Regions from separate parts of the Mus musculus genome. Here regions 1 and 3 are each linked to region 2. Evidence: chromatin contacts called from public Hi-C and promoter capture Hi-C data. All regions are on one chromosome and are shown on one strand. The core of a region is the stretch at or near the end of the contact, and the rest is flanking DNA. Distances in the headings are between cores, read along the strand shown. Region 1 holds the start of Cbll1 (Casitas B-lineage lymphoma-like 1). Region 2 overlaps Lamb1 (laminin B1). Region 3 has its middle 15 kb from the start of Gm40361.

Evidence for each region. Promoter capture Hi-C pulls out the DNA fragments that hold promoters and counts their contacts. Hi-C and Micro-C count contacts between places; a contact is called where the count stands out from the background.
Region 1: a contact with region 2 is called in a Hi-C map of cranial neural crest, with 2.3 times the contacts expected there. The contact joins the promoter of Cbll1 here to the enhancer-like site in region 2. A contact is called at or near these places in 9 of 484 Hi-C or Micro-C datasets (CD8 T cells, Th1 cells, cortical neurons and 5 more).
Region 3: a promoter capture Hi-C map of cranial neural crest shows a contact between it and region 2. The contact joins two enhancer-like sites. A contact is called at or near these places in 13 of 39 promoter capture datasets (the 3T3-L1 cell line, 3T3-L1-derived adipocytes, the C10 cell line and 8 more), 38 of 484 Hi-C or Micro-C datasets (the 3T3-L1 cell line, 3T3-L1-derived adipocytes, the C2C12 cell line and 20 more), 2 of 115 datasets of contacts at active chromatin or transcription factors (kidney and trophoblast stem cells) and 1 of 9 other capture datasets (embryonic stem cells).

The regions. Positions count from the first base shown.
Region 1 is chr12:31,498,265-31,500,964 of GRCm38.p6, reverse strand. Cbll1 (Casitas B-lineage lymphoma-like 1) reads left to right here and starts at 1,349. Exons shown (of 6, transcript NM_001253847.1): 1 at 1,349-1,442. The coding sequence starts at 1,430. It overlaps Gm40362 (a long non-coding RNA gene), which reads right to left and starts at 1,345. Exons shown (of 2, transcript XR_872643.3): 1 at 1,119-1,345.
Region 2 is chr12:31,319,656-31,322,355 of GRCm38.p6, reverse strand. It overlaps Lamb1 (laminin B1), which reads right to left. Exons shown (of 33, transcript NM_008482.3): 25 at 2,253-2,437; 26 at 1,217-1,458. Among named protein-coding and RNA genes, the nearest start is that of Dld, 30 kb to the left of the region's middle. Within about 2 kb of position 1,340, at least 21 of the 459 cell types and tissues checked have an H3K27ac peak or open chromatin away from gene starts, as enhancers often do.
Region 3 is chr12:31,135,762-31,138,461 of GRCm38.p6, reverse strand. No RefSeq gene overlaps it. Among named protein-coding and RNA genes, the nearest start is that of Gm40361, 15 kb to the right of the region's middle. Within about 2 kb of position 1,356, at least 18 of the 459 cell types and tissues checked have an H3K27ac peak or open chromatin away from gene starts, as enhancers often do.

The DNA.
Region 1 (2,700 bases), core at 100-2,599, 180 kb before region 2:
CTTAGAAATGTCCTTATTTGAGTGTACCTACAACCTTGTTTGTAAAGCCGCAATGAGTGGGAGTCTTGGAAAAGACCACAATTAAGACAATCACTAAATAACATGGTATACTTACACTAGGATCACTGCAGTGTTAGTCACCGTTGTTACTGTGCAACGCACACAACACATTGCTACACATACTTGATTCAGAATTGAGTACTGTGAAAATATTTTTAAGAAAGGCCAACATAATAATGTTTTATTGATCTAGGAACTCTGGCACTGAAAGCGTGAACAACCCAAGGTAACGATGTCGTCACCAAGGGACAAGCATAGAGCCCAAATCCCTTGACTCCTAGGCTGATGTTTTCCACTAATTGTGTTCCTTTCTACTCATACGAGAGCTTCAAGTGTGAAGGGCTGGGGAAGGCAGAAGACCTATTATGAGCCAAATCGAGGTGGGGGGTGCTCTGAAGGTCTTCAGCAGTCGCCGTTGACACTCTTCTTTGTTTTGGCTGAGCAAGATGAAAGCGGCAACCACAGACCCCAGGGACCAAGAACTGGAACTAGGTACCGCCTGTTGTGGTAACTCTCTTTTCTTCAGTCGGGGCCTGCCCTTTCTCATCTCTTCCTTCTAGTCAAGCTCTAACGCTCTCCCTCCGACTCCATCGGTCCCTATCTTCCCTCCTTCACCCCCTTTGCACACAACTGCTTTGTATTTTCGTTGAACGGGGACCTCCTGGTGCTCCCTCCAGCTTTAGCAGGGATTCCAGGAGCCTGGTGGTGTTCTCTAGAGCCATGGGCTAGTTAGCATTGTAACACGCGATTCAGTTGAGAAACTACGGTGGGAGCCAGGGCAAACGCGCGTGTCGAGTGGGCGTTGGGGTTCCTCAGGACAAAGCACAATTAGACAATGAGGACCTTGCCTCCCTCCCGGACGCCTAACACAGCTTCCCTCGGGCACCCACGGAGCGTGCGTGTTTACACTTCTCTACACCCGGCGGCGGATCCGGGGGGCATTCCAAACCGTTACTCCGCCCGCTGGGGTGGGACCAGCCCAACGGCTGAGACTGCGCTCTGGGCGGACTACAAATCCCAGAAGGCCTCGCGCCGCAGGGGGGCGGGCGGCGGCTTACCTGCCTGCCGCGCTTCCCTTTGGTTCCTATTGCTTTCTCACTGCGAGAAGTATCATTCCTACAGCTGAGGGCTGCCTCTGGGGAGAACTAGCAGCCTCGACACCAAAACCCTCGTGTTCCCCCTCTTCCCGCCTCAGTCCTGGCTATGTCTGACTCCTTCGCCGGAGTCGGGTGCTACGGCTAGGGAGGGAAGCCCGTGAGAGCAGTTCGGGCGCACTTCCGCCTCTGCGCTCCGGAAGGTAGGGCGCAGGCGCTTACTGCGACTCCGGAGCGACTGACTTCCGTTCCCACTGTGCCCCGCGAGCCGAATCATGGATCACACTGGTAAGGAGGCGGAGGCAGCGGGGGTCCTAGTTTCTTGCCCCCGTGGCTCGTGTGGGACTGGTCGCCCAGCAGGCACAAGGGGCTATGCTCGCCCCACTGCGCCGGGACGTGGCGGAGAGGAAGCAAGCTCAGACCCGGTCCCGGGCTGAGTCTGCTGCTTCCCGGCCTACCCTCCGGAGCGGTGCCTCCATCCTGGAGACCGGCAGCACGGCTCCTTTGGTGCCGCTGAGCTCGTTTCGGGACCCTCCTCCGCGCAGACTTGTTGGAAAGGGAGGGTCCCAGTTTTGTTTTTGTTTTTGTTCTCATTCCGGTTGCTTTGCACTTTTGCTGGGGAAATAGGCGGGCGTTTTCCACTCTCGGAATTGGAGAAGCGTCCGGACTCTGGGCGAGAGTGGGTTGGAGACTTCCTGCTGCCTCTCGGCTTCGGGCGGCTGCTGCAGTGGTCACCGCCTGTGGTTATTGTCTTGTTGGCTTTTCGCGGACTAGTGGTTAGAGAAGAGAGTCGGATATAGTTTTCGAAGTTATAAGCGGAGCATCTTTTCTACCGGAACTCAAAGCATGCCCGGTCCTTCGGCCGTGGTCCTTTCGCATCTTTTGGGGACATCGCATATTACGAGTAGCTTCAAACCTCATTTCTGCTGGCTTCGTTTTCTTGGTTTTAGTTTTAGCACTTGGCTTTGAGTGCTTCAGACAGTTTTATCGCCAAGCAGGAGGAAAGGCTTTTTCTTTAGGAATTGACTGAGTGCGCCCAGTCTTCAAACACTAAGTTATATAATTGCATGCAGATACTTGTAGGCTTGGAGATAGAATGGTGGAATGGTAAACAATAAGACTACGTTCTTGTCTTCGAGTTTTCATTCTGTCAAAGGAGACAAGCAGATTGGTTTCTTCTTTAACAGCTGTTTACAATTTGTGGTGAGAACTTTTAGAAACAGGTGCTTGCCGGGCAGTGGTGGCGCACGCCTTTGATCTCAGCACTTGGGAGGCAGAGGCAGGCGAATTTCTAAGTTTGAGGCAAGCCTGGTCTACAGAGTGAGTTCCAGGACAGCCAGGACTACACAGAGAAACCCTGTCTCGAAAAACCAAAAAAAAAAAAAAAAGAAAAGAAAAGAAAAGAGAGAGAAATGAATGCCCATGGAGTAGGAAGTTTCAGAGTGCCAGGGAAAGGTGTTTTTGGAATGGTAGGAAGGTATAGAGAGGACCAAATGTCGGTAGACTAGTTAGCTTTAAGTTGAGAAGGAGAACACAAATTACCTTT
Region 2 (2,700 bases), core at 91-2,590:
AGGATAACTGAAACAAAAACAGTGAGAAAAAAAAAACCATTAAGCCACGTCTTACAAAAAAAGCCTGCACAGAGAGGGTGCCGCCACTCCACACCCATTTCCACCCACTCTTTAAGATCCACTCTGTTGAAAGCAGAAGATAATACCAACCCCTAAACTTTGCAGGTGTCCAAAAAAACTGACCACAGTTCAGGATGGGTGACACGCTTGTCTGTTTCTGACTGCAGACGTGGGCAAGAGGGGCGATGGCAGGTACAGAATGGTTAAGGGTTTTCCTGTCTCCAGTACACATGGCTGCTACAGGAGTGGGGACTGCTGCTCTCCGGTGCTGCTGGGGTCTACAGTGGAGGCAGTCACCCTCTTATGTCTTGAGAGAGACCTGAAAATACTTGGTGCTACTATCCAAGGTACCTAGGGCCCAGGGCCATAAAATGAGTGTCTTTGCCAGTTTTCTTCCCACCTGACTCTTAAAGATTCCTCTGTCTAGGCTGAGAAAAACTAGAAGATAATGTTGGTGTATATATAAAAATATATCTCAGTTGTCTCAGGTTTCCTCCCATGAAAAAGAAGAGGAAAACCACAGGGAAACCTGGCTTGGTTTCCTTTTGGCCTTCTGCCTGGTTTTCATTAAACTCACTACTCAATTTCACCTGGCTCCAGAGTTACTTTTTAAAAGCTTCTAAGAAATTAATCTGCTCTTTGAGGCCAGCTCAGACCTTAAGCTTTACCAGGTAATATTACTGGAACAAAGGAACATTTTAGCAAACACCGATGGAAAAAGGTTCTGTCCCTGAACAATTTTAAATTCTTCCACTTGGATGTTGCAGTTCAAAGCAAAACAAGCAAGGTTTTTTCTTGTTTTTTTTTTTTGTTGTTGTTTTGTTTGTTTTTGTTTTGTTTTGAAGGCCACACTATAAAAAGGATCTAGTTTCAGAAGTCAAGTCCCTCAGCAGATACAGGAGGTGGGGGAGGGGCTGCCCAGAGGAACAGTTGAGGCAGGAGCAGGCAGGGAGACACACACATGCTCTGTTCCCCATGCCTTGATCACGGCTAACTGACAGTGGAGCCCAGCACCTTGAGCTCAGGAGTCACCCCTACAGGATTACGAACAGCAATACTGGAGCAAGGCAGAAGGTGTCTGTTTTCTTTGTCTCTTTATAAAAACAAAAAACAAACAAAAAACCCAGAGCTAATGAGAGCAAACGCCAAGCCTCACCATCTGTGCAACAGCCGACAGGTCGAGACTTTGCAGTTTGCCGGCCAGTTCGTCCAGGAGGCGTGCCTGTTCCTCCTGCTGCTCCTTGAACGGAGACTCTCGCTCCAACATCAGATCTTCTACTCTGTCTCGCGTGAGGGCAGACTGCTCCACAGTGCTGTTGGGGTCTGTGGTGGAGGCATTCACCCGCTTCTCTGCCTCAAGAGACATCTGGAAATACTTGGTGATGCTATCCAAGGCGCCTGGGACAGGAAGCGAAATTGCCCACAGTTAACCTCCTTGTCCCTGGGTCCTCCCCAAACAGTGCCCATTTTTGGTATCTGATAGCCCTGATTTATACTGGCTTTAGGATTCAAGGGGAAAAGAAATCTGGAGGGAAGCAGAGTTTCCATGTTACGAACAGTAAATCTCTTCTGTCCCATCAGCCCCTGGTCAAGCACTGGTGTGAAAGAAGTCAAGCCATCATGCACACACCATTTCTGTATTTAGGCAAATATCTAAATCCTGGTGTCAGGGAGCCTGGAGGTGTCCAGGTGACTGTTTCTCTTTATCTACTTGGGTCCATTCAAACAATTATTACACACATAAAGAACACAGTACATTTTGGCTATAGGGACCTAGTAAAACAAAATGACTACTGTGGAATTGTGTCATTAACATATGTCACCTTTGCTTTTGGGGGAGGGTATGATATAGCCTGCATTATTGATTATTAAAATATTTTTGAGTTACTAAGTAAGCAGTAATCTCAGATGCAAAAGGACTTGCAGAATTAACAATATTTTAGTAGCCACAGAGGCTAAGGACAGGCCAGGGAGTTAAACTGAGAAACGGACCACATTTTAATGCAGTAGGGCCTCTACTATGTCTTGTCCCCAGGTCCCGTACTGGAAAACCAAGAACTTTAAGCCCCACTTGTGCCAAAGACTCAATTAATAAAGATTTAAAACTGTTAGAACACTTTTTTGTTTGTTTTTAGAAAGTATTAAGTGGGTAGATACAGGGTCATTTATTATCCAGGTTTGAGATTTCTCACCCTGAATATCGGAGTTTTTGATAAACTCCAGCTGTTCTGCCAGCTCCTTCACGGTCTTGTCAAGGCTCTCTGCTTCTGCCTGCAGTGCGCCGAGCTCTCCAGCTGTGCTGTTACTCTGTGAAGCTGTATCAGTTAATTTCACTTCTACCTGCGCCATCTTTTCTGTGACATCTTTGGTTAGTTTCCTGTGGAAAGAAAAGCAAGCTTACCTAAAACTGGCCCACACTGTCAGTCTTACTTGTGGGTTCTCCACTAGCACAATCTCTCACTCTCTACCTTCAGACTATACTTCAGTTATACTCCTGTGTTTCAGCTTTCTTCCTAAAGAGACAACGGAAGCGAACACCTTTTCTTCAAATACTCTGAAGAAAAATACCAGTGAACCCTCAGCTCTTTGTGTGTGTGTGGGGGGGGGGGGGGGGGAGTTTAAGCCTCTGATATAAAATGA
Region 3 (2,700 bases), core at 107-2,606, 180 kb after region 2:
AAAATGCAAAGAAATAAGTAAGTACACTTATACAACAACATGTAAGAAGCTGGGGACATGGCTCAGTCATAGTCCCGTGGGCATGGGGACCTGCATTTGGGATTCAGTACCCATCTAAAATACTAAGTATGGTTACACATGTCTGTAATACCAGGACTGGGGAGGGAGGGAAGAGACTGGAGGATCCAGGGGCTTAATGGACAGCCAGTTTGCACACGGGTGTTGTAAATATTATTTGGGGGGTTTCTACCCCACCTTAGGTCATTCAGTTCCCAAATGAAAGACACAAAGCCTTTATATTTATAATAAACCTTAAAGCACTAGAGCTGGGCAGATAGCAGCCCTCTATGCTGTCTTTTTCTATTTCCCTATCAATAGCCCTGAGATATCACTTGCCATGTTCTGCCTGGGCTGCTCCTGCTCCAACAGGCTGGACCTCATGGCCACACACTCATGAGCCACCTACCCCATGGTGGCTTCTTTCTTCTTGACTTCTTTTCCTCATGGTTCCTGTCAGAGATTCCCCCAAGCTGGGGAACTTCATTCTGCCCCGGTCTTCTGCCCAGCCTAGGCTGTAGGCACCTTTATTAACCAATCAGGGATAACTTGTGGGCACAGTTTACACAACCAAAGCCGGTATATGTGAGGATCTCCTGGTCTTGGAGCAACCAGATATTGGGGCTCAGAATTTAGCATTTGAAGATATAGCAGCACCAGACCAGCCCATTACACACAGATACACAAAAACAAAAACAGAACAACAAATCTCTGATTAAGTCCAAATAAGGCAGTGGATTACATCAGCCACAATTTCCTGTCTATGACATGGTACTAAAGTTACAAAAGATACTGCCGTTGGGGAAAACTGGCGAAGGCTGCACAGGATTTCCCTGCACTATTTCCCACTGTTGTGTATGAACTTAAAATGATATTGAAATAACAAGTAGAAAATCCCTGCACACCCCAGCATATCTCCTGGGGGAAAAAGTCCTTCCATCAGCCTCGGAATGGAAACACAAGTAATTCCGAGTCTGTAAGATAATACACTCACCTCGTTCTCTTCGACGCTTTCCCCTAGAGACATGAACATTTATGTTGCTTTATTTCAGAAGACAAGAGCCAGAGGGACTCTTATGGGCCTATAATGAAAAACAATTACTGTGATGACAAATGCCTCTCTTCAAATTTCTCCACTATAAAATAAAGAGTATTTCCATGGCTCATCTCACCCAAAATATTTGCTTTATCCTGACCTTTCAAACCACAGGCTATTAAAAACCTTGCTCTTTCTCTCAAGGACTCACTGTCCATATGAGCTGTTCTCAGGATCTAATCGTTTTTGTGATTGCTACCAGGCCCAGAACACATGCAGACAGATCACGAGTTCCACAGCTAACAATATGATATAATGTCCCTGCCTACAACTGAATGGCAGCTGGAAAAAGGATTTGTCTATCCGAGTTCACAGATGATTATAAATAAAACCCACTAATTTCTTCCTTTGAAATGCTGTGTGAAGAAATTTAAAGCTGTAAGACTTTTTTTTTGTGGTACCACAAATGGGTTGTGAATTTTCTTTTTTATTCACCTAAAAGCTCACGTTTTTATGTTCTTTGATTTCTGAACGTGGCACCTAGGATCAATAGCTCTCTGAATTTGGACTCAGGAGACAAACACTTTTAAAATAAGGTCAGCAGTGGCATTCTTTTGATGACGTGTGGACTCGTTAAAATTTCCCTTCTAGGGATTTATTCTTTTGGACAAGCTCTATCCTGAATCCTTTTGCTGGCGCTGTGAGGATTTAACGTGTGGCCACATTTGTTGTGATCGGATGTTTGTTTTTCACAAAAAGATCCCAGGATTTAGCCATTCAGTCATTACTCTTGTGATATTATACGTGCAAACGTGAACTTCCTGCCACCAGTGCTTCCTAGGAAGCGACTAGTTACATAAGTAGCTAAAGCTTTCAGGTTGGACTGACTGTGGACTCGGGGAGACCTCTTTTGGGCTCAGGTTGTCAGTTTCCAGGTTATCACATCAGCAATAGGCCGGAACTCAGTCAGGGAGTAAAGATGTTTACATTATTTAATAATGCATTTCTCAAAAAATGACAGAAGAGATAAAGACACAATGCTATTAAAAATGAATTCAGAAAACGGAGTAGTGAAGTGCAGTGAAGACAATGTGTATTAAATTATTGAAAGTTAAGGACCACTTTTGTAGCAATGGCTCCCATCTAGCCTTTCTTTCTTTTTTTTTCTCTTTGAGATTTTATTTATTTACTTTATGCATATGAGTGCACTGTAGCTGTACAGATGGTTGTGAGCCTTCATGTGGTTGTTGGTGAATTTCGGACCTCTGCTCGCTCTGGTCGGCCCAGCTCGCTCTGGCCCAAAGATTTATTTATTATTATAGATAAGTACACTGTTGCTGTCTTCAGGCGCACCAGAAGAGGGCATCAGACCTCATTACGTACAGTTGTGAGCCACCATGTGGTTGCTAGGATTTGAACTCAGAACCTTGGGAAAAGCAGTCAGTGCTCTTACCTGCTGAGCCATCTCACCAGCCCCCATCTAGCTTTTCTAGGCAGTAGTTTTACGTTGTTGCAATTTTCCTGACAACATGGGATGTTTTCAGGTACTCTAGAAATCCTTTCAGAAATAGAGAAGGCAACAGCACACAGTGGGAGCCCACATTTCG